Regions from separate parts of the Ovis aries genome. Here region 1 is linked to region 2. Evidence: chromatin contacts called from public Hi-C data. All regions are on one chromosome and are shown on one strand. The core of a region is the stretch at or near the end of the contact, and the rest is flanking DNA. Distances in the headings are between cores, read along the strand shown. Region 1 holds the start of FLRT3 (fibronectin leucine rich transmembrane protein 3). Region 2 overlaps MACROD2 (mono-ADP ribosylhydrolase 2).

Region 1 (5,523 bases), core at 1,911-4,410, 210 kb after region 2:
ATTTACTGTAGAGTTTTTGCCCGCTGGGGGGTGGTACACTCTACTAGAACACAGCTTTCAGAAGCCGCAAGTCAGATGTTGGCTGCTGCCGGCCACTTTTCCTCTGGTTTAATTACAACAAAGCCTCCCGTTGAGAACAGTGAAGGCCTCTGGGGCACAAGGTGGGGGTGGGAGGGAAGCGGGAGTGAGGGGAAAGAAGGGGAGAAATTACAACCTTTGAAAAATTTATTGAATCTTATTTCCCTCGTTGGCTTCATTTATGTTGGCCTTCATTTGACTTTCAGCAATTAGTTATAATGCTATTACAATAAACTGGTTGAATAAAAGAATATTTAAGGGAGTTTATTCAGAATTTTTAAGTTAGTCTTGGATCTTGGCATTAAACACATTCTTTGTTATGTAGCCCACCCACCTTAAAAATAGGGGGAAAAGTTAACCACTGAAATGGTTAGTTTTAAACCTTTTTTTTTTCCCCGATGATCAGATTTAATCTAATATTGGTATAAACATTGGCATATGAAGAATAAAAACATAAAGAAGAAACATTCATATAATATTAATATAAGGCAAGTCCTCTGCTACTGATTTTTGTTGGGTTTAAAATAGTTCAAAATAATCCAGAAAGAGGAGGAAGCCTTAGGGTATGTGGCCAAGAAAAGCAGAGACAAATCTGTCTGCAGTACACTTGTGTGTTTAAAGCTGATAATTGTATTTTTCATCTGGAGACACTGAGTGTTCATTAGGGTCTTGTGTCCCTAGGCAAGAGATGCTGAACGTAATTGGAGTTTCTATTTGATTGGGCAATATAGGCTAGAGAAGAAACTGGGGTAAAGATAATTAATAGCTTGCTAACAAAGTCTGACAGCCACAAGATTTCAACCAAATTTATTTCACGCCGCTTCATTTAGCTCTGAAAAAGTTTTGATAGAATTGGAGGCTCCTTAATTAACACTTGGAAGCAAAAGAAACATACCTTCTATTTTACTGCCACATTCAGTTATGACAAATTTTCTTACTGGTTTTCTTCTTTTTGAAAAAAACTTTACTTGCTGCCCAGTTATATATTTGACAGATGTTAATGTTTAGGAAGTGTTTAGTTGGGCATTTTGAACCTAAACATAATCGATTTAAAATGGGGGGGGGGATGAAAAACCCAATTAATAACATAGTATTATACAGCACAATTAATAACTGATAATTAGTATTATATAGTATTATATACAATATTAATGAATTCATTCTGTTTAGTCATTCAATAATATCTTTGCTGAATCTTGGGTTTGATATATTTTTGGCAGTATTCTATTTAAAAAAGAAATTAGATGTGATTTTCCTGTTTAAGTACATGCAATCATGTTTTTGTAACCCTATTTTTTTATTTCAGGCTAATCAATATATCTAGATATGTGTGTGTGTACGTTGTATACACACATATATCTGCAAACTAAGTGGCATATCTGATTTAATCTTCTTACAGATTAAACCCTGGCATATTATTATTAATATTGGTAGTAGTGGTAACATTAATATTTTGTAGTACTTTCGAAAGGTTCATTTCTTTCTTTCCTCATTTCAAAAGAGATGGGTATCAGTCAGCTGTCACTTTAAGGTCCTGTCTGAAAACAAATTCCTTCTTTATGTTTATGCTGGTTAGGATATTCCTGTGTGACTGGGGATAAATGAAAGGCATAGCCTCAGCCTATGCACTATGATAGTGTCTTTATTCATATTGTTTCCTGCTAATGGGGGAACATATGTGTGCATTTTAGAGCGGATCGATTTATTAAGAAAATTTAAAATAGCTAATTGTTAAAACCATTAGAGAATTTGGTTCTATAATTGGCACATATCAAGGCTTTTTTTTTCCTTTTTCATTCTCAGGAAGTAAATAACAATCAAACTCCCAGACGTTGAGAAAATATAGGCCTGTTGCACTCTTTACTTCTATGCAACCATTTTGTTTCAGATCTAATTCACTGAAAAAAATTTTTTTTGAATAGATACATTTAGGTAGTTTTTGAAAGCTTTGTGGTATGAAAATATTTCTTTCGATGTAAGATTTTCCTATTATAAGTTGCAAGTGAATGGATACTCTTGAGTATCCCACTTGATGAGGCTCTACTCATTTTTCCCCCTGCCACCCTGAAATCCCTGCATACATCAGGCTTAGCTTCCAGGCTGAGCTTTGTTAGTTTTTCTGAGTAGACTTTGCCAATTACTATGCTAGTCACATACCACATTTGCCCAAGCAATGGATTTTGGCGTTCTGCTGGAGAGGGGATATGGTTTGTAAGAGAGTTTCCCCTTCCTCTGAGTTGAATTCACTAGTTAAGATTTGCAAGCCTGGAATGCTTGAAGCAGCTCTGGCAGGATAGCAGTGCAAGCTTTAAAATCTAGGTGTAGCTGTTAATCCTTACAGAGGCACATAAGTCTCCAGGAGTAGCTGGGCTAGCTGTGAGCAAGATGTATGCTTTTCATGTACTGCGTACTCATGGGCTGAGGGATTATTGATTTTCTTTCACAGTTATAAAAACAGCAATTGGTGATCATACCACACATACAGTACACGCCAAGTTAGCTAGACCTTTCGCTTTCCTCTCTGTGGAAAAAATCTGCCTTGTGTTCTTTAACATTTAACTTTCCAACTTATTGTTTTCCATAAGCCTCTTTTCAAATAGCAACTACCCGAGACATAAGATAGCCACTTATCATTATTTTTTTTCTTTAATGAAATAAAGGTTTCAAGAAACTTCTTGCATTTGGCTGTAACAGTCCAATTTTTCCTTGCTGGCTTGCACGCACACACACTGCTCGTCCTGGTGACAGAGCAAACGTTCGTATCTGGATGCCTCATGATACCAAGCCATTCCTTTCTAGAGAGTAAAACCGAGCAAACTTTCTGGGACAATCATAAGGAAAAACATGGGAAACACTTACCAGGAAGACGAGAAAAAGCAATCCCATATATCCTGCTGCTCTAGCTGTAATTCCACTGCCTGGGAACTGGAGTAATAACCGCCCCCCTCTGCCCAGCTCGGAATCCAGTCCACACAAAGCCCACGGCAGCTGCAGGCTGAGCCGGTCCCGTTCGGATCACTCCTCCACTGAGGAGCAAGTGGGGGCCAGCATTTCAGTTTGCTGCACAGCCCACCTCCAAGTCTGAAGTTAAAGCTTCACCTCGCAATGGTTGAAGAAGGGGGTGATGTCATAGAATGGGCAGGACTTCGCTGAGCTCTCGCTCAGTGAGGTAACTCGAGGATCAGACAGATGAGCTCTGCCAACGCTAGAGGGAGTGAGAGCAGCCAGAATGAGGTGCTTGGCCTGGCAGGGCTGGGATGCCACTGGTTGGTAGGTGGCCCTTTGGAATCGCAGCCTCTGCTGAAGTTGACTAGAGCAGGGTGGTGGTAGCAAGCTTATGAAAAATGCAAGGCTGCTAGAAGACTATGTGTTACAGTAGAAAGACACGGGTTATTTTTATTTTTAAGCTGTCTGTATTAGAAAGGAGTTAAGCAAAATCATATTTTCATTGTTGACTAGTTATAATAATGTTATAAATGTGAAGGCTAGTAACCCCAACAGTGAATATTTATTCAACAAATGAATAGAAAGTTGGTTCAAATAAATAACTGATTGATTTAAGGGAAGGAAACAGGAATTCTACAAGGGTAAAGGAAAAAAAAGATAACTAGTTTTGTTTTTTTTTTCCTCCTAGAGGTAATGAGTAAGTTATTGTTTGTATGTGTTGGTTTTAGAAAGTGAAACTATTTTTCATATACTCCCCAAATTATTTGCACATCTCTTTAAAGCCTAGTAGATAGATTTTTCATATTTAAAGGGACTCTTCCTAAACTAAAAAGGTTTTGAAAAATTATTAAATAGAGTAGTTTTCTTTCTGATATGTTTTTGCTTTGAACATGAGTTAAGATACAGACTTAAGATGCAAACATAGAAGAAAGAAACCTTTCAGAAATAGTTTTACTTGTATTCAAATGGTTGTATTTTAATTTATGTATATGAGCAAACTCTGGGCAATGCAATATCTAATTAGCAGAATTATAGACTTTCTATTTTCATAGACTTTTGATTTTCATAGACTAGTTTCTACTGTTTGAATAACAGTTGCTTTAGGCCCATACGTTTTCCACTAAGTGCATTTCATTTTTTAATGTCATTGGGAAGAATTTTGCTTTTCTATTTACCTGGAGGGCAGTATCCTTAAACTCATATTGTCTGCTTTATTCTCAGAGGTTCTCCTTTGTGCTTTCTAAAAGTTTCTGTGAGTGTTTGTTTCTGAAGGAGGCTAGCTAATTGTCTTTCCCAGGACTATTTGATTATGGTCTCTTCATTAGTTTAGTTTATCTATTTACATGCCTCTTTGATAGCAGTTTGGCCTTCTGAGTTCCTCTCCAAGAATGAATGATATCACAGTAGAAGGGGAACTCTTGATAAGAGGTATATTGACCTCTATTGTTCTATGATTGCACTTTTACTGGCCTCTGAGGGCAGACCCAATAAATATAGGAGGTTTAGAATTCTAATGTTTGTTGAAAAGCTAATTTCTTAGAAATGTTAGGTAGCAAAAGTTGAATTGAGATGCAGCTGCTATATGTTTAGAGGAAAGGGAGGTGGCACTAAAGATAATCTCTCAGCTAAAGGATGGATTTCTTTTTCTGTTACTACAAAATAAACACATGGGTTAAACTGTTTTATGAAATAATTCTTTCTAGAAGCTATTTTCAGTTGGGAGTTGAGTATATTTAAAAAGAACTTTTTGCCTAGCCAAATTCCTATGGTTTTATAGCCATGTTTAATCAGTTTTATCTCCATTCAGACAGACCTTAAACAGAAAAGAAAGATAAATGGACAGTTTTGGTAATCAGTATCCAGAAGAAGGTACATTGGCCTGGGAGTTAGGAGTTCTGAGGTTTCCATTCCCTCGTCTGCCATTCAGAATATGACTTATTATCTGCTCTGGGCTTCCCACGTGGCAAATAAAGGCAGCAGGGATTTGTTGAATGCCAATTATGTATTGTTGCTTCTTTTTTTTTTTTTTTAAGATGTGGATTAAAATGTAGAAGAGGCAAGAGATTATGAAAAAATGTAAACTGTACTAAAGGCACTAACTTTGAAGGCCAAGTCTTGGATAGCTTCCATCAGCCTACCCCATCCAAAAATATATGCCCTTTTGCTGCTTCCATTTGTTTTCATTTTTGTTCTTCTTTTTTTTTTTTTTACTTCTTGCTCTTATCAGCTGTCTGAAATTCTGCCAGTTGGAGGTGAACTTGTAATAATATGTACCCCTTTTGAAATAAAATGTGCCACCTCTGAAAAGACTGAGTTTCTCTGAATTAATTCAGGTTGCTTTCCTCTCCTCCTTCATTACATAAGGGAGATGAACTGCAGTAAGGGGACAGCTGTCCCAGTAGGAGGGGAAGGAAGGCAGGCACTTTTCAACGAGAAGCCCTTTAGGCTCACAGTCTAGCATGTCTGGGCTCCATCTTGGCTTTACCACTTGACTGTAGA
Region 2 (5,615 bases), core at 1,860-4,359:
TATTACACAATCCTGAAGTGTAACAAAGAAGTGAAAAATTAAAAAATCTAAGGAGTTTGTCTTTGACAAATGAATGGTCTAACTTAGGACCAGTATTGTTCATTAGAAGTATAATGAGAGTCATGTATGTAAGTTAAAATTTTCTACTTGCTACATTAAAAGGTAAAAACAGGTAAATTAATTTTAATGTATTTTATTAACTCAGAATAGTCAACATATTCTCATTTCAACATGCAATCAACACAAAATTAAGATATTACTATTTTTTACACCAAGACTTTGAAATCCAGTGTTTATGTCACAGTACATCTCAATTCAGACTAGCTGTATTTTAAGTGCTCTATAGCTCTGTGTGGCTCTTGGCTACAGTATGGGGCAGAACAGGTCTAGATAATAAAAGCTAGAGGTGGGGAGTGGAGAAATATTGTGATCAGGAAAGAATTTCACAGGCAGATGGGATTTGAGTTGGATTCTTAAAGAATGCGAAGGTTTAGAAAAACGGGGGGAGCATTTCTGGAGGGAACAGTGTAAAGGCAGAAGGTGGGAGGTATGTTGGTGCAGACATTTGTTTTTGAAATTAATTAGGTTCTTAGTACATAGCACACACGGTGACACTCAGCATGTAATAATACGCATAATCCATAGCGCAGTGGTTTTAAACCTGAGCAGCAGAATCACTTGGAAGGCCAAACATAATTTGCTGGGCTCCAGCCTCCGAGTTTCAGAATCAGTTGATCTGTATTTGCATTTCTAACAAATTTCCAGGTGAAGCTAGTGCTGTGGGTCCAGGGACCATAGTTGGTGAAGCACTGCCTTCAATGAACATGTGTGGTAGATACTACCTCCATTTTATAGGGAAGGCAAGTGAGGCTCAGAAAAGCTAAGTGACTTGCTAGGGGTTGCATAGGTAGTATATGGCAAGACTATGATTCAAGAACAAGTTTAGAATTTAAATCTAGTTCTGTTTATCTTTTAACTCTTTATCTTTTAATCACAACCTTTGATTTAGTTTGATTTATACAACTTAGAGGTTGATCAGTTTTCACATAGGGGTGAGGGCACTGAGCTAATTGTTACACATCTTGCAGATGCACCTGTTATTTTCATTATACATACCCACATCTTTTCCCCCTTAATGTTAAAATATCAACTTTTTCATGGCAGAGTGGTAGGATATAGCTTGTAGGTACCTCGGCCTCAGCTGCTGCCGGGTAACTCCCAGCCAGCACCTGTGGGTAGTAATCTGCCTGGTTTTTCTTTTGGTGTCAAGCCTGGGCTTACTCAGGGAGAATGCACCTGCCGCAGAGGTCTTGTTTTGAACTGGTCATCAGTGATGTTGGCCAAGAGTGCCAGCTGGTGGGCTTGTGTACCTACCCAGACCTCCTTATGGATCTTCCCTTCTATGCTGGGGAAACAAAAGTTGAAATTTACCACTTGCTTTGGCACTAGGCTTGGTATTTATTGTGATGAATCAGTTGATCATAGTACAGACTCATCCAGGATACCCTTCCTTCCTGCCTTCTGCCACCCAAGGAAAAAAATTTCTTCTAGTTCCTAATTTGCTGTAGCACACTGCTGCTGCTGCTGCTAAGTCGCTTCAGTCGTGTCCGGCTCTTTGCGATCCCCTAGATGGCAGCCCACCAGGCCCCTCTGTCCCTGGTAGTCTCCAGGCAAGAACACTGGAGTGGGTTGCCATTTCTGTCTCCAATGAATGAAAGTGAAAAGTGAAAGTGAAGCCGCTCAGTCCCGTCAGACTCTTCGGGACCCCATGGACTATAGCCTACCAGGCTCCCCTATCCATGGGATTTTCCAGGTAAGAGTACTGGAGTGGGTTGCCATTTCCTTTTCCAGCTGTAGCATATACCTGGATGTATTGCCAGGATAGAGCAGATATCTTTAGATGAACTGTAATCCCGGGTGATTCATGAAACCATTCCCTGCAGGAATAGAATTGTATACTATTTAGTAATTTAGAAAAGAGGTGTTTGCTTGTAGTAGCTAAGATATGGTTAATTCCTCATTTCCCTCCCAGTCAGCTGTGGGGCTTTAGCTAAGAGGCTTCAGTTTCCTCATCCATAAAACAGGAAGAGTTAGTTTTGGATACAGTTACTTTTCTCTGTGGGAGTGCTGAGGAGCATAGGTTTTGAGTCAGAAACAAGTTTGAATCCTGGCTCTGCCATCTACAAAATACTTGTGTTTTGGGCTCCACGTTTGCCTTCCCTCATCTAAATATGAGAGTTTTGTTATAAATATTAAAGGGGAGAAAGCATGTGAAGAGCACAGTTGAGGCACATAGCAAGCACTCAGTATGTTGTAGCTCTTAAAATAATAGTTCCTTTTCAGCTTAAATCCTATCTCCGTGTTAATTGTATTAATTCACATAAATAAATAAAGTAGTAAATAAATGAATTACATACAGTGTTTTCTTTGTGCCAGGTCCTGTTTGAAGCATATTACAAATATTTTATTTGATTTGATTCTTATGGCTGTTCTATAAGGTGAACATTTAAAAAACTCTCTAATGTGAAATTAAGGCGCAAATAATCCAAAAACTGGCCTAAGTTTACACTGCTGGGAAGTGAGTAAACCAGATGCTTTGAAAATAACATTAGCACTTGGTTTGTGTAAACTCTCTTGGTTTTCCTTTATTTTCTTAGAAGTGCAACTGTGCGTGTGCTTGCTGTGCTCAGTCGCTTCAGTTGTGTCCGACTCTTTGCGACCCTATGGACTGAGCCCTCCAGGCTCCTCTGTCCATGGGATTCTCCCGGCGAGAATACCGTGTGATTTTGCTTCTTCTCAGGAAGATACAAACAAGTTTAGTTAGCTGATTCTACTCCCTGTTTTGGTGGTACTCCAGTGACTTTAATCAGGGAAGCCGGAAGTAGCCCATTCTTGTCACCAGGGTGTGCTGTGATTCCATGAATCTGAGCTTACACTGCGGCGAAGCTGGAGGGAATCTCTCTTCTGCCTTTGCTGCTGCTTAGCGACCACAGGTTTTTCATTTTGGCTCTTTACCATCACCTGGGTAACTGCCCGAGGCCCCAAGTTATTTTCTCTTTGTGTTCTGCCATCCTTCCCTGCTCACTGGTGTCCCCGTGTAAACGAGGGAGCCAGAGCTGCTGGCTTGTTAGCAGAGTGCCTGGATGCCCCAGAAGAGCTCTGTGTGGGGAAGCATTAGGATTCTGCCATCATTCTCATTATTTTGCTAAATAAGAAATCAGTATGAGGCAGCCAAATTGATGGCTTTTTAAAATTTGATATCAACAACAACAACAAGAAAATTTGATATCAACAGCATTTTGTTAAACTTGCTTTTAGGATTTGCATTTTAGTGTTTTTTGTGCTGTCTGCTAAGTGCCCATAGGTTTGATTAGGAAAACCCCTATAGAATATTAGTATTTTCTGTAACCAAAATAGTGTGTAATTATGAATAAGTATTACTTGGAACTCTGATTACAAAGGATCACTTTATTTGTGAATTAAAAGAGATACTTGGAATGTCTGTGTAGTATGGATTGTGAAAAATATAGGTTGATTTAAAGTCTTAGGGTGGGAATCTATACACACACACACACATAAACACATGTTAAGGAGGTATAATATGGCAGTTTCTCTGGCAAACTAATCTTGCATTGTTTAGTAAATTAGGAAAACTTTTCATGTCTTTCATTATTCTTGTTTTAAAAAATTGAATTCATCTCTTGTTGGTAATTACCCTAGAAAATTTGATTAGTGGGAAGCTTAAACAACTAACTTGCCAAAAGGAAGTTATTAGCATGGCAATGTGATCCTGTTTTTAGAAGGTGGTTATGTGCATAGCTTTCAGTATATTAATCAATCTGTAGTTTCCCTTCAAAGGATACTTGTTTCTACATTCTCACAGGGGGTTTGCCAGAAGTCTAGGCTGCTTTGTGAGATATCTTTGGAAATAATTTACATTATTTTGGCTAAAGAGACTTCTTTTTCCAGATAATACTACTTTTAAGCAAACAGTATTTGTGTAACCATCTTGCATAGCAACATTCGGCTTGAAGATAACAGCCTTCACATGCTTGATGAAATGATGAAATCACTGACCAGCCAGATTCTTAAGTGGGGTCAGCATTTTATAGCAGTGTGATAATACTGTTTAATGAATGGTTTAAGGCATCTAGTATGTGTGGAATTCCTACTTGGTGACCACTTACTTAAAGGAAAAAAGGAATATAAGAAGTTCTAGTCTGTTTTTTTCATTGTGACTACATTTCTGACTATATTTTATTTAATTGAATCCCCTGTTCTTATAAACACTTTGAAGTATAAAGTCTCTCTTCAGGAGACTATGGATTGACTATCCTTCATTAACCTTGCTTCACACTAAAATGAGTAAGAGATATATGCTTTTTGAACTGCACGTGTAAATTACAACTTTGCTGGCAAAGTCAGCAAATGAAACATATCCTTGAAGAAAGTAAAATAATTAGAGGAGATTATTTTATGAACAACACAGAGTGTCATAATTTGCTAAGAGAATAGATTTTAAATGTTCTCATCACAGGAAAGAAATGGTAAATATATGACATGATGGACATGGTAGCTAGTCCTACTGTGATAAACATTTTGCAATAGATAAATATATCAAATCAATAAATGTACATAATTTATATGTCATTTATGTCTCATTAAAGCTGGGAAAAAAATGCCTCGATGAAAGATGTGGTCAAGTTCAGGTATCACACTGGACAAAGGTTTTCTCCCCTCTTTTGATCTCAGTGACATTTTTTTCTGCCTCTGTTTTTTACAAACTCATTTTTTTGAGGAGATTTTCAGGATAAAAATCTGATGCCTGGATAGATGTGAATGCACATATACCTAGGAAGGCATTAGTCAGTTTTTTCATGTTCTTTACTTGACCTCTTGGAAATGTATGAGTGTCTTATATGTGAAATGCATGTAGATTAAAGACAGACTTTTTTAATTCTAAAAAAGGAAAAATTTTAAAGCTGTTGGTGAGTGAAAGTACAAAGAATACACTATATACTTATTTATGAAGAATCAATCCATTTCTGTATTTTAAACCTGGATTTGTCAATCACTGCTTTTCACAGACTATATTTTGGTGAAAGTGCATGATAGCCTTTAAGCTTTTAATCAGGGTATTTTTAGGAACTGTCTGACCTTCCAGGATTCCTTCTCCCGTTAGTCTGACCTTCTGCTTAATCTGTTTTTGTTCATTTATTTATCTTCTACCTCTTAAAATGGGCTGATTCACTTTTTTCCATTTATTATTTTTTTATTGGAGTAAATTGCTTTATAGTATTGTGTTTCTGCTGTCCAAGAAGTGAATGCATATATACATGTATCCCCTCCCTCTTGAGCATCTCTGCCCTTCACCACTACCACCGCCCCAATCCTACCCCTTCAGGGCATCGCAGAACTCCTAGCTGAGCTCCCTCTGCTTGGTTCCCACTAGCTGTCTGCTTTTACTCATGGTGGTGTATTTATGTCAATCCAATTCATCCCACCCTCCCCTCCCCCTCCTGCATCCTCATGTAAACTTCCCTCCTTTACACAATGAAAAAAAATAAAGTCTTACAGTCACATTGCCGAGAAGTTTAACATATGGCTCTTACTAT

The links. A called contact is a pair of places that touch in the nucleus more often than the background predicts.
Region 1: a contact with region 2 is called in a Hi-C map of hypothalamus, with 5 times the contacts expected there. The contact joins the promoter of FLRT3 here to the enhancer-like site in region 2. A contact is called at or near these places in 4 of 16 Hi-C or Micro-C datasets (hypothalamus, skin fibroblasts and tail adipose tissue).

Annotation. Positions count from the first base shown.
Region 1 is chr13:7,744,367-7,749,889 of ARS-UI_Ramb_v3.0, forward strand. FLRT3 (fibronectin leucine rich transmembrane protein 3) reads right to left here and starts at 3,161. Exons shown (of 2, transcript XM_012188142.5): 1 at 2,938-3,161. The region is part of intron 3 of MACROD2 (mono-ADP ribosylhydrolase 2); the gene reads left to right.
Region 2 is chr13:7,531,607-7,537,221 of ARS-UI_Ramb_v3.0, forward strand. All of the region lies in intron 3 of MACROD2 (mono-ADP ribosylhydrolase 2), which reads left to right. Among named protein-coding and RNA genes, the nearest start is that of MACROD2, 150 kb to the left of the region's middle. Within about 2 kb of position 3,110, at least 13 of the 54 cell types and tissues checked have an H3K27ac peak or open chromatin away from gene starts, as enhancers often do. A contact at or near this core is called in hypothalamus, where this site is marked.